2 separate regions of the Danio rerio genome follow, and region 1 is linked to region 2. A link is a contact called in public HiCAR-type data. All regions are on one chromosome and are shown on one strand. The core of a region is the stretch at or near the end of the contact, and the rest is flanking DNA. Distances in the headings are between cores, read along the strand shown. Region 1 holds the start of als2a (alsin Rho guanine nucleotide exchange factor ALS2 a). Region 2 holds the start of fzd7a (frizzled class receptor 7a).

The links. HiCAR-type assays count read pairs that join an accessible place to other places.
Region 1: a contact with region 2 is called in a HiCAR-type map of caudal fin, with 6 times the contacts expected there. The contact joins the promoter of als2a here to the promoter of fzd7a in region 2. A contact is called at or near these places in 1 of 18 Hi-C or Micro-C datasets (an unstated tissue) and 1 of 4 datasets of contacts at active chromatin or transcription factors (caudal fin).

Annotation. Positions count from the first base shown.
Region 1 is chr9:13,773,713-13,780,081 of GRCz12tu, forward strand. als2a (alsin Rho guanine nucleotide exchange factor ALS2 a) reads left to right here and starts at 1,789. Exons shown (of 34, transcript XM_073912535.1): 1 at 1,789-1,845; 2 at 2,075-2,138; 3 at 4,942-5,090. The coding sequence starts at 2,116.
Region 2 is chr9:13,497,377-13,502,950 of GRCz12tu, forward strand. It overlaps fzd7a (frizzled class receptor 7a), which reads right to left and starts at 3,969. Exons shown (of 1, transcript NM_131139.2): 1 at 1,235-3,969. The coding sequence starts at 3,529. The coding sequence ends at 1,850.

The DNA.
Region 1 (6,369 bases), core at 539-3,038, 270 kb after region 2:
TCTTACCGTTTCTAATAAGGTTTTATGCCTTTTAACCAACAAAATAGAATTTGTTAGCCATTAAGTCATTAACTTATAGTCTATGCTCCACATTGTGTGCTGGAGATTCCAGGTAAAATAAACATTTCCGTAGTGTTTTTGTGCCCCCTGTTGGGTAGTGAAGCACAACGCATTTTCCAAAACAAAAATCCCTGCCATTTAAAAGGATAGTTCACATCAATATGAAAAATTACTCACTACTATTCCTCAAGTGGTTCCATATATTTACGAGTTTCCTTTTCTACTGAACACAAAAGAAAATATTTTGAAAAATGTTAGAAAACCTGTAAATGTTGTAATGTAGTAATACTATGAATATTATGAGAACTTCAATACTGTTTACAATACAGCTTTAAAGTGAATACGTTCATTCATTCGACTTCTTTTCAGCTTAGTCCCTTTATTAATCTGAGGTCGCCACAGCGGAATGAGTTATTAAGTTTTTATACAGCGGATGCCCTTCCAGCTGCAACCCATCACTAGGAAAAAGTGAATAAGTAAACTATTTTCAGATTATTTTGTAGCAAAAATATTAATAATAATAATAATTCTAACTATTATCAATTAGTTAGATAAAGCTGGATATATACATCATTTAATATCTTTTTTAGCTTTGTTTCAGTGACTTAAAAAAAAGTAAAAATAAAAAAAAACATTCAAAACTATATTTTTCTCAAAACTGCAACATCATACAGACATGCTGCTTGCATTATTGTAGCACAGATTGTACTAAATACAATGTCATCAAACTTTAACCTAATATATTTATAAGAAACTAAAAAAAGCACAAATTTCAGGGCATGCCAATACTCCTCCAGAGCCCAAAAGACCCTCAGACCCTATAGGCTTAAAGATCTCATTCATTTACATTACAAGCCATAAGAATTACTCGTCTTTTACATAATTTTTAGCTCAGAAAAATTGACCACTGAATAATGTTTTGAGCTTATATAAAACTTGGTGGTTCTTCCGCTGTGGCGGCCCCAGATTAATAAAGGGACTAAGCCGAAAAGAAAATGAATGAATGAAAATAAAACATTGACACACACAAACATTTAGTCCAGAACAGTAATTAATAATAATATTCGACTGTAACAACAACAAAAATAAAGGATGTTTCAGATTTTCCTACATAAGTTACAGTCTAATGCTACAGAGTTAAATAATGAGAATGAATAAGCATGTAAGAATGACAAATGTAAGAAATATTGAATGCGTAGATGTAGGCTATTTATAATTTATGTATGTGAAAGGTTTAATACAAATGTAAAAACCTAAAAAAAAAAAATTTAGCTGCTTTTTTTTCTATTTTTTTTAGATATGGCAGTAGAACATGTGAAGCAGTAGCCTAGTATCTAAATGCAATATTACAGTTATTCATTCATTCATTTTACTTAGTCCCTTCATTAATCAGGGGTCGCCACATCGAAATGAACTGCCAACTTATTTAGCATGTTTTACCAAGCGGATGCTGTTCCAGCTGCAACCCATCATTGGGAAACACCCATAGACAATTACAGTATAACAGCAGCATTTTATGTTTTCCCAAAGTATTTATAATATTTTCTTCTTATAAATAAACCACCAACGTTTTAGAAATGTTGTAAATACCTTTAAATCGTTTTAATACGTTAGCCGGTTTTCAGGAAACTTCCGCGTTACGTAAATATACACTTTGTGACTATTTTGGCCCTCTGCGCCTTCCATAGAACCCAAAACAAACTTCTGAGTGAATCTGATGTCAAGTTCAGTCGCGAGCCTTCACACTTCACAAATATCAAACACAGACAGCGATTCTGCCCTAAGGTACTGTACTGCTGAATTTCACATTTTACTAAAAACATCACGCAAAGTTTCTTAAATAATCTAACAAATAAACGTAATCGACTCTAACCACTTGATGTTTGTTTGCTCTTATGGGCGTTTTTAATCTGTGACAATCTTGAATTCGCCTGTTTTGTAAAAGTGTGTGTCAGATAACGTACTTTCGCTTCTGAAAGTAGTTTTGATAAGCATTTGATCTCATTTGCTGTAGTTGCTGGAGTGAAGGTCACACCATCTAAAATGGATTAAATCATGCTGATGGAGGAACAGGGCAGGTGTGTAACTTACTCTTTTCTGTTTAATGTCACAATTTGACATTTGTTAAACATATATACATTAAACAAATGTTATTGTTTCAGCTCATTATATATAAAAACTGCATTGCAAAAGCCTTGATTTAAAAGGGTAAACGATTTTAAATCCATTACATCCGTTAAACTCAACTCAGTTAGTTTAATCCCACATGGAAAAATATAGTAATTTAAAGTAGACCTAAATACTACTTTTTTACTGTTTTTGAACCATACTAATGTACTTAATTTGATTTGTTGTGGTAATTATTTTCATTAGTTAATAATTTCATTATTAATTAATTCAAAGTTGCTGTGTTAATACCACAACTATTGTAATGTTGGTAGTATAAACAAATGAATTGAGGTACTGTATAGTTAGTTTTATATTCGCACATTTGTACAGTGACAACTTGAGACACGCTCTCTATATTGTTTACCATGGTATTCTGTCTGAAATCACATATAAGTACTTATTGAAAACAACATAAGCACTGTTTATTTGACTTTGAACATTGTTGTACTTTGATACTCATTGGCTACTAATATAATTTCACTATTTAGAATTTGCAAACAATACTTTTCAGAATTTTATACCCGATTATTTGCCAGGGATGTAAATAATTTCAGGCTTGAAATTAAAATAGCTTATATTTCTGTATACAGTCTGTATTACTGTTATGGAAAAATGAATAGACCACTTGGGAATGCTCAGTTTCTCTGGATTTACGAGTAAAACATAATTTAGTTTTATCCTAAGACTCTACTAATTAAATGCATTTATATTTGAAACAAAAACTTATGTTTTCAGGCAATGTTTATGTATATATATATATATATATATATATATATATATATATATATATATATATATATATATATATATATATATTTTTTTTTTTTTTTTTAATTTATTTTCTTAATCCCTTTATTAATCAGGGGTCACCACAGCAGACTTAACCGCCAACTTATCCAGCATATGTTTTAACGCAGCAGATGCCTTTCCAGCTGCAACCCAACACCGGGAAATACTCATCCACTCTTACATTTACACACATATACTACGGCCAGTTTAGTTTATTTAATTCACCTATAGTGCATGCCTTTGGAGGAAACCCACACGAACATGGGAAGAACAGGCAAACACCACACAGAAATGCCAACTGACCCAGCCGGGGCTTAAACCAGCGACCTTCTTGCTGTGAGGCGATCATGCTACCCACTTATATATATATATATACCCACAGTGCTCAGCATAACTGAGTACATCTCATTTTGAAAATGAATATTTTTATCAATTTCTTAGTAAATATAGGTCACATATTTGGGTGTAATCTAACAAAACAGATTTATTAAACAGATATATTTATTAAAATAATATTTTAATCACTGAACGTCTCTATAAATAGAAAGATAATACAATTAAATTAATGCTAAATATTGGGTGAAAAAATATCAACTACATAAATTTCAACAATAATTTATCATTTTTACCCAGTACTACACTATGTTTTCTGTAACTTATACTATAGGGCTGCACAATATAATGATATTGCAATGTGTGAATCTGCAATAGTCATATATCAGGATCCCAAGAGATTTCAAGTTAATTGAAACAATTTGGACACAAGACATTATAAAGATTTCTGCTTTAACAATAAGATTATACTGAATTGATTGGGTTAATATATTTATACTATATAGACACTGTTTACATTTAATTATTGAATTTCTATGCATCAATACTGTTAGTGTTAAACCATTAAGTGTTGTTGATTTAATTTTTATCTTTGTTCTATTGTTTTCATCTGTACTTTAAATTATATTATTTCGTGTATTTTTATCATTTTGTATATTTTATAGATATACACGTGCGTTCCCCTTCAAAATCATCACAATCAGTGTAAAATTGGGATTTTTTCCAAGTAGTTATATTGTGAAAGTATATTCATATTGCAACATATACTGTATTGCAGAAAAACATCACCATGTTTTTTTCAACATTGTGCAGTCCTGTTTTACTACAACACACCACTTTTAACACACCAATAATGTTTACTGTAGTAAAAACTCAAGTAGACCATACAGCATTTTGTGTACAGTTTATCCATTCTCTATTAGTTAATACTATGCTGTAACAGTCATTTAAAAAGTGTTGAAAATAATACTATAACATACACTAGTCAACATTTGAAGTGGATCAAAACCTTTCATCAAAGTTGTCCTAAAACTATTCAACAACACTCATTGTTGTCATAGGACAATTTTGAAAAAGAAAAATGTTTGATACACCTTAAATGTTGTCTAGTATATACAGTATAATACACGATAATACACGATTCACAAACACAATAGTATTTATAATAAATATTTAGTAAATAGTAGTATTTAATAGTAGTGTTTTAGTTATAGTATTTTTTCATGATAGTATTTTTTCATAAAAGGAACATTTTCTTGAGCATTGTAATTTAGTTGAGTTGTTTTATTGATTTACATATTTAAGTTATACATGTATATAATTTATTTTTGTTAATTGTGCTGTTTTGGGCTCAAACCAGGAAATTAACTGGCTCTTTAACTGTTATAAAAATCAATGTCTGTGTGAAACATAAAATTAACTTTATCATGTCACTAATTAAATATTAATATTTGGCAAAACTGAACTTTCTGTCATTATTGCCCCTTGTGTCATTACAAAGCCATATGCTATTTTTTACTAGTGCAATATAGAATTAACACGTTCCCAGCTTCATGCAAATTAAAACACACACACTTATATTTGTTGCAGGTCTGGAGAACAGGATGGCTCTAGAGAGAAAGGTGTGCTCTACAGATGGCAGGGCTATTTCTGCAGTGTGAGCCCGGAGAAGCTGCTCCTGTCGAGGCCAGTACTCCATGCTGCATTGGGGTCTTTACATGGACTTCTGCTGATAGAAGGTCAGAACTCTATGACAATTCAAGAAAGCTGTAAATGAGAATAAAATTAAATGTAAATAACCTCATAATTCAGTTAAAGTTATGCTTTGTGATCAGTTAAACTCCCCATTGTTTTTAGAAAAGTCCTTGAGGTTCTGAACAATCCTGCACATTCTTTACCTTTATCTTGTACATATTTTAACTCTTTCCAGAAGTGGCTGTAAAATTATTGTTTTTTTATTTCTAACAATTGCTGATGGTCAAGAAAAAAGACCTTGCTGAATCTGTTCATCAGGGTTAGTTATATTTCTAATCTAAATAATAATTTTATAATAATAATATAAAAAGTATGTATATTATTGGGCGGTACGGTGGCGAAGTGGGTAGCGATGTCACCTCACAGCAAGGTCACTGGTTCGAGCCTTGGCTGGGTCATTTGGCATTTATTTTGTGGAGTTTGCATGTTCTCCCTGTGTTCACGTGGGTTTCCTCCGGGTGCTCCGGTTTCCCCCACAGTCCAGACATGTGTTATAGATGAATTGGGTGAGCTAAATTGTCCGTAGTGTATGTTTGTTAATGAGAGTGTATGGGTGTTTCCCAGTGATGGTTGCAGCTGGAAGGGCTGATTAATAAAGGGACTAAGATGAACAGAAAATGAGTGAATGAATATTACTATATTTAGATGTAAACATAATCACAGTTATGTTTATTTGATGAAATCAAATTTTAATTAAATATTTGTTTAATTATACATTAAATCTAATTATCAAATTTATCATAATTGCTTCAAGCAGGTAAGTGGTCTTGGCAGTGTCCTGTAGTTAACAGTTTTTTCTTCTCTATATTTGCACCAGTGTGCAAAAGTGTGCAATTCTGATTGTGCTCAACACTGGTAAGTGGGCTAGACAAACCATTATAGAAGAAAAACTAGAGTAGAAGGAAAAAATGACTTGTTTTAGCATTCATATACTGCCACTTTCTGATGAGTTTTTTTTTTTTGTCCTCCTTTGTACATCATGTTGGATAAAAGCTTCTGATAAATGAGTAAAATGTAAATCATATGTTTTGATATATTTTCATTTAATTTATTGTGTTATTCATTTATATTGTTGTGGTCAGGTATTTGCTTGAACATTACTATTTTAAATTTTACTGACAACTTAAACATAATAGTTTATGTTTACATAACTGTTTTCCATCATCTCTGTCCCAAATTAAAAATAAATACTGTATAGACTAAAATAAAGATACTCAATGTCTTACGCAACAACTAATAATAATAATAATAATACATTTTTTT
Region 2 (5,574 bases), core at 2,719-5,218:
CTTTTAAAGTTTAAGTAATGAGGTATTTAAGGAACTCATTACCTTCAACACTGAGTTCAAAACTCTTTTCAAATGAGTAGAATTAGCTTTCAGTCAGTTTTGAGTTGCCAAAACTCATTTCATTTGATAAAGTTGGCTGTTGGGTTTTATAGTGTATAGAATTTTTTATATTGTATGCAAAAATATTTATTCACAAACAAATATTTCGTAAATCCTCTCCCTCATTTGCCTATTTCTTAATTAAAATTGATTTCTTGCTTAAAGTTGTTTATCTAACAACAATAAAACTGCAAGTTAATAAAAACTTCAAACAAAACATCTTGCTTCCAGAAAATTATTCATTGATGCTCTGTTTTTTTGTTTTATTTTGTACTTCCCTTTTCTTTATTTTGTTCTCTTCTTCATTTCTATTTCTTATTTACTTATTGTTTTTATACTTTTGTAACTGTATGTACTTGTATTCCAGTATTTTACACATTTCTTCATTTTTAAATAAAAGTTTAAAAAAAGAAAATACTGTAAAGTCAGCTTGTAAATCAAGTGTTCCCAATATATCAGTAGCCTGTGGGTGGCGCTACAGCACCAGATTTACACTGCTAGAGTTTGTGTAACAAACACGAATATATTTTATTCTATCATGTAAACACGACATTGTAAAACCCAACAGTCAACTTTATGTAATGAAATGAGTGTAGTCAACTCAAAATTGACTGAAAGTTAATTCTACTAATTTAAAAAAGGTTAAATACCTCATTACTTCAACTTAAATTAAGTTCACTGTACTCATATAGATTCTTTTTTTTTAAACTCAAATGGCTAGTAGCAATCGGTTTCCGAGTTTTCTTAATTTTTTGGGTTTTACTGTGCTCAAATTGCTTCATTTACTCAAATGTATTAAGTTCACAGTACTCATTAGGATTAGTTTTTGAACCTAAATGGTTTGTTGCAACCGGTTTCCTCAAATAGTTTGAGTTACCTTAACTTTTTGAATTTTACAGTGTAGCTATATATGACCATGTGCATGTTTTATGCTGCTTCTTTCAATCAAATTAAAATGAATTATAATCCAGACTCTAATACCACATTTTGGTCACCAGTTTTCAAAAAGTTATTCTGAGCACTTTCTGGTTTAGTTTTCTTAAAAAAAAAAAAAAAAAACTAGAAATATCCCAAATGCAATGCTCGAACTGTTATGAAGGAAAATCGATTAACAGAAGTGAAGCGAGTCAGTGTGTTAAAAATCTAATCATTTTATTCAGCGAAACTGTACAGATACAAAGGTCTCTTACCAAATTTTAAAAATCAAGTAAAAAACTGCGAGATTATTTCCATAAATACATATATTCTTTGAGAAAAGGTGATTATTTACACGTTACGTCGTTTAAAGGGAGCTTGCATAAATTCACAGCTGTATACACATGCATAAAAGAATCCGGATCCTAATGCGTACTCGACGGTCCGTGTGTGCACACAAGTATGCATGATTGTCGACGGAGGGCTGCGAAAGTCATACAAGTCCCCGGTTAAAACAAGTGTTGGTACATGTGTGTATAAGGCAAACTACATCCAACATTTCAGGTACACAACCGTGAGCACAGGTCTCACATGTGACCAAGATATGACATCGTGTTACACAGAAATAATGTCTCTTTTTCTCTCTCTCTCCACATACAAATATACGAGAAAACCCAATGGTTAAACAGACTCGGGCTGATAACACTGTTCATGAGGCTCCGTTTGTTTCCACGCACAGTAGTGTCCGCAAAACTCACTCAACAAGTCTCTCTCCGCGTAACAGTCCGCACGAGACATTCAGCCAAAGCATGACCGAAAACGATCGCTCTTTTTCTCATACCGTCGTCTCGCCCTGGTTGCTGTTGCTGAGCCGTTTATAAAACCTGCGCCACGACTGCAGAGTTTTTCCAGACCATATCCAAAATCCAGAGGTGATCCCTACGATCATGGTCATCAGGTATTTGATCATGAATACGGTGAAGTCTGGAGACATGGGGGCGAAGTTGTTAACCGGGCAGGGAACCGCGAATCTCTTGCACGTCTGCATGTGCCAGGTCTTCTCCCACTGCTCTCGGAAAGCCTGCTCGTAGAAGTAGCAGGCGATCACGATAGTGGCGGGCACCGTGTAGAGCACGCTGAACACGCCGATGCGCACCATCAGCTTCTCCAGCTTCTCCGTCTTGGTGCCGTCGTGCTTCATGATGGTTCTGATGCGGAAAAGCGACACGAAGCCGGCTAGGAGAAATGAGGTACCGATGAAGAGGTAGACGAAGAGGGGCGCCAGGACGAAGCCGCGCAGAGAGTCCACGTTGTAGATGCCAACGTAGCAAACCCCGGTGAGCATGTCGCCATCCACTTGGCCCATGGCAAGGATGGTGATGGTTTTAACCGCAGGAACTGCCCACGCGGCGAGGTGGAAATACTGAGAGTTCGCCTCAATGGCTTCATGACCCCACTTCATGCCCGCTGAGAGAAACCATGTAAGAGATAAAATGACCCACCAGATTGAACTCGCCATCCCGAAGAAGTAGAGAATCATGAAGAGGATGGTGCAACCCTCTTTTTTCGTGCCTTGCGCGACGGTTTTATAACCGTCGTCGCTGAATTTGTCGATGCAAACGACTTTGTCTTCGAGGAAAAATCCAGCTGCATATGCAACGGCCACCATGAAGTAACAGCCGGACAGGAAGATGATGGGCCTCTCCGGGTAACGAAACCGCCTCATGTCCACTAAATAAGTGAGGACGGTGAACAAAGTGCTAACACAGCACAAAATTGACCAAATGCCGACCCAGAGGCGACCGAATTTGACTTCTTCCTCTCTGAAATACATCAGTCCGTTGGGTCTAGTGGGCTCGCATGGCGCCCCGCAGTCCTTTTCGCCCATAAAGTGGTACTTCAGATAAGTGGGCACTTTGAGTTGCAGCGGGCATGTGAATTGCTGGTTGGGTCTGACCACCAGGTTTGGCTGTAATGTAATCAGTTCTGGGACGTAGGGCGTCGGGTTTGAAGTGGGGCTCCCCGCGTCCGAGGTGTTCTGGCCCACGCAGATCTCACCCGCGCCGTGCACCGGGAAATTCTCGCAGCGCAGCCGCTCGGGCCACTGGAAGCCGAACTTGTTCATGAGGGCCTCGCAGCCCTGTCTCGCGCGCTCGCAAAGGGACCGACACGGCGGGATGGCTTGCTCGAGCACCGTGCAAACCGGCGCGTACATGGAGCACAGGAAGAACTTCAGGTCCATGGAGCACTGCACTTTTACTAGGGGATAGAACTGGTGCACTTCGAGACCGGCGTCCTCCTGGTTGGTGTGTCCCAAAAGATTCGGCATAATGGTCTGGTTGTAGGCGATGTCCGTACAGAGAGGTATAGATATAGGCTGGCAGAAGCCGTGCTCGGGTATGGAGATGCCCTTTTCTCCGTGATACTGACCGCTGGTCGTTTGTAGAGCCACAGTGAAAAGGAGAAGAAAATAACGAGTAATTCCACAACAGTGTTGCATTTTGAGGAAAGCCATTTGTTTTGGATTCGGTCCGAATGAAACGAAGCTGCTGCGGTTGCTCCGCAAGAAAGAAAAAGTTTCTGTGGATTGTTCGTTTGCGAATAAACCAACAAAAACCTCCTCGTCTGAGCTCCCTTTATAGCTCTCGTTGTCTGAAAGCGATCATGCTAGGCAAACGAGTGGATATGTGGAGAAACCCCCTTTTAGAAAGTCCGAAAATACATCCAAACTAAATCCACACCGCGCGCATCGTTGTGTTATTCTTCAAGCGTCTGGAGAGAATCTTTCGACTGCTGTTTAAAGTTTCCCTTGCTCTCCGAATCCCGCTGTGCATCCAGTGACTTTCGAGCTGTGTTTCAGAGAGTCGTGAGTCTGCTGGAAAACTTCAGTTGGTTGTCTTGAACAGAGTGCGGTTTCCTCGCTCGCCTCGCGTGCGCTCAGTAGACGCGCTTCCCACTGACTGGAAGGTTTGAGCGCAAGTGAGGCGCACATACAATAATGTGCCGTCGGTTTCTACACACCCCTCATTCAGAATCACTGCCCCTCCACGTGGGGCGCCTTGAAACCAGCATCGCTTTAGACCAATCGCATGTTTTGTTTTGCTTTGCGTCTTGGTTTTGATTGGTCACTGGGTGTAATTGCGGTGGGTTTCAGTTATCAGAAACTTTCCTTCTATATACGGCGGAGGAAAAAATCCATAGGTTACTTTCTGAAAGTGTGAGGATTCACTGAGCTTGAAAATCCTTTCTCATTTGTTTGATACGCAATCAGTTTTTGTTAATTGATTCAAATTCTTCTTTAGTTTTATAAACAGTTAAAGTGAAAATAATGTGCATATATGGTTATTACTGATTTGCGCATTAAAACAAACTTTGGTGACAAATCAGTGTAGAAACTAGATCCGACTGTTTTGATCTGATTGTTGACAATAACTCTATAACCTAATCATGAACCTAGCACAATAACCTAAGAACTTAATCAATTAAAATATTCTGTGAGTACATAAATATTTCCCGGTGCACTAAATTATTTAAAGGAATCACTTTAATTAATAGTCTTATGTAGTTTCTAATGAATTAGGCTTTTTTCATTTACTCAATAATTTCAGTATAGTATCTCGAACTTTGTTCTGACAACTTTAGTTGTTAAAACTTTTAAAAGTCTCTTTATTTGAATTATGTTGCAGTTTATAATGAGATGTTGTCAGTGTTGTTCAAACCTGTTTCTTAGGCAGTGTGTTATTTTAAACGACAAGAAATTTCAATAAAGGCTATTTTGTTAAACTGGGTTAAATTGTTAATATCAAAAGTTGTCGGAACAGATTACAAGGTCCCATAATGCAATTTAAAAGTGTAAATGAATGGAAAATGGCAGTAAATCATGAGATATTGTCATAACAGTGTATTTTCGTAAAATAGTTTTTTGTATTGAAGTATTATTTTGCAGGAATGTTTGGTAACACTATCATCAAGCTCATATTCACTAATTATTACACGTTTGTCTTTAATAATCTGCTACGTCTTGATTGTGAGGAAGGTGTAGTTTAGTTGGGGCTAAAGAATCTAGAATATGGTCATACAGAATAATAAAATAATAAACAGCCAAAATGCTAATAAGCCACTAGTTGATAGTTTTGTAATATTTTGTTTTATTTAACTTTTATAAGATATTTAACAAAAAAGTACAATACCAATACAAGAAGAAAAATAGTACAGAATAATTGACAATAACCCCCATTCCACACAAAAAAGAGGGATTGTCTCTGTTACCAATTCACACAACATATGTAGCATAAATATATAAACAAGAGATGACAATACTCACATTTTTACAAAACCAGTATTAGGTTTTGTAAAACCAGGTTAGAGATACAGATGAAGATTTACAAAAAAATAGGTCCCCATCTGGTTTTAGCTTTTTTTCTGTAAAGTTTCAAGATGTAGTTTTTCCATTTGAATGTCATAAAGCAACTCGTTCAACCATCTCTTTAAACAGGGAGCCTTTGGAGATTTTCAATTAAGGAAAATCTTCTTTTTAGCTGTAATCATGCCAACTATCAG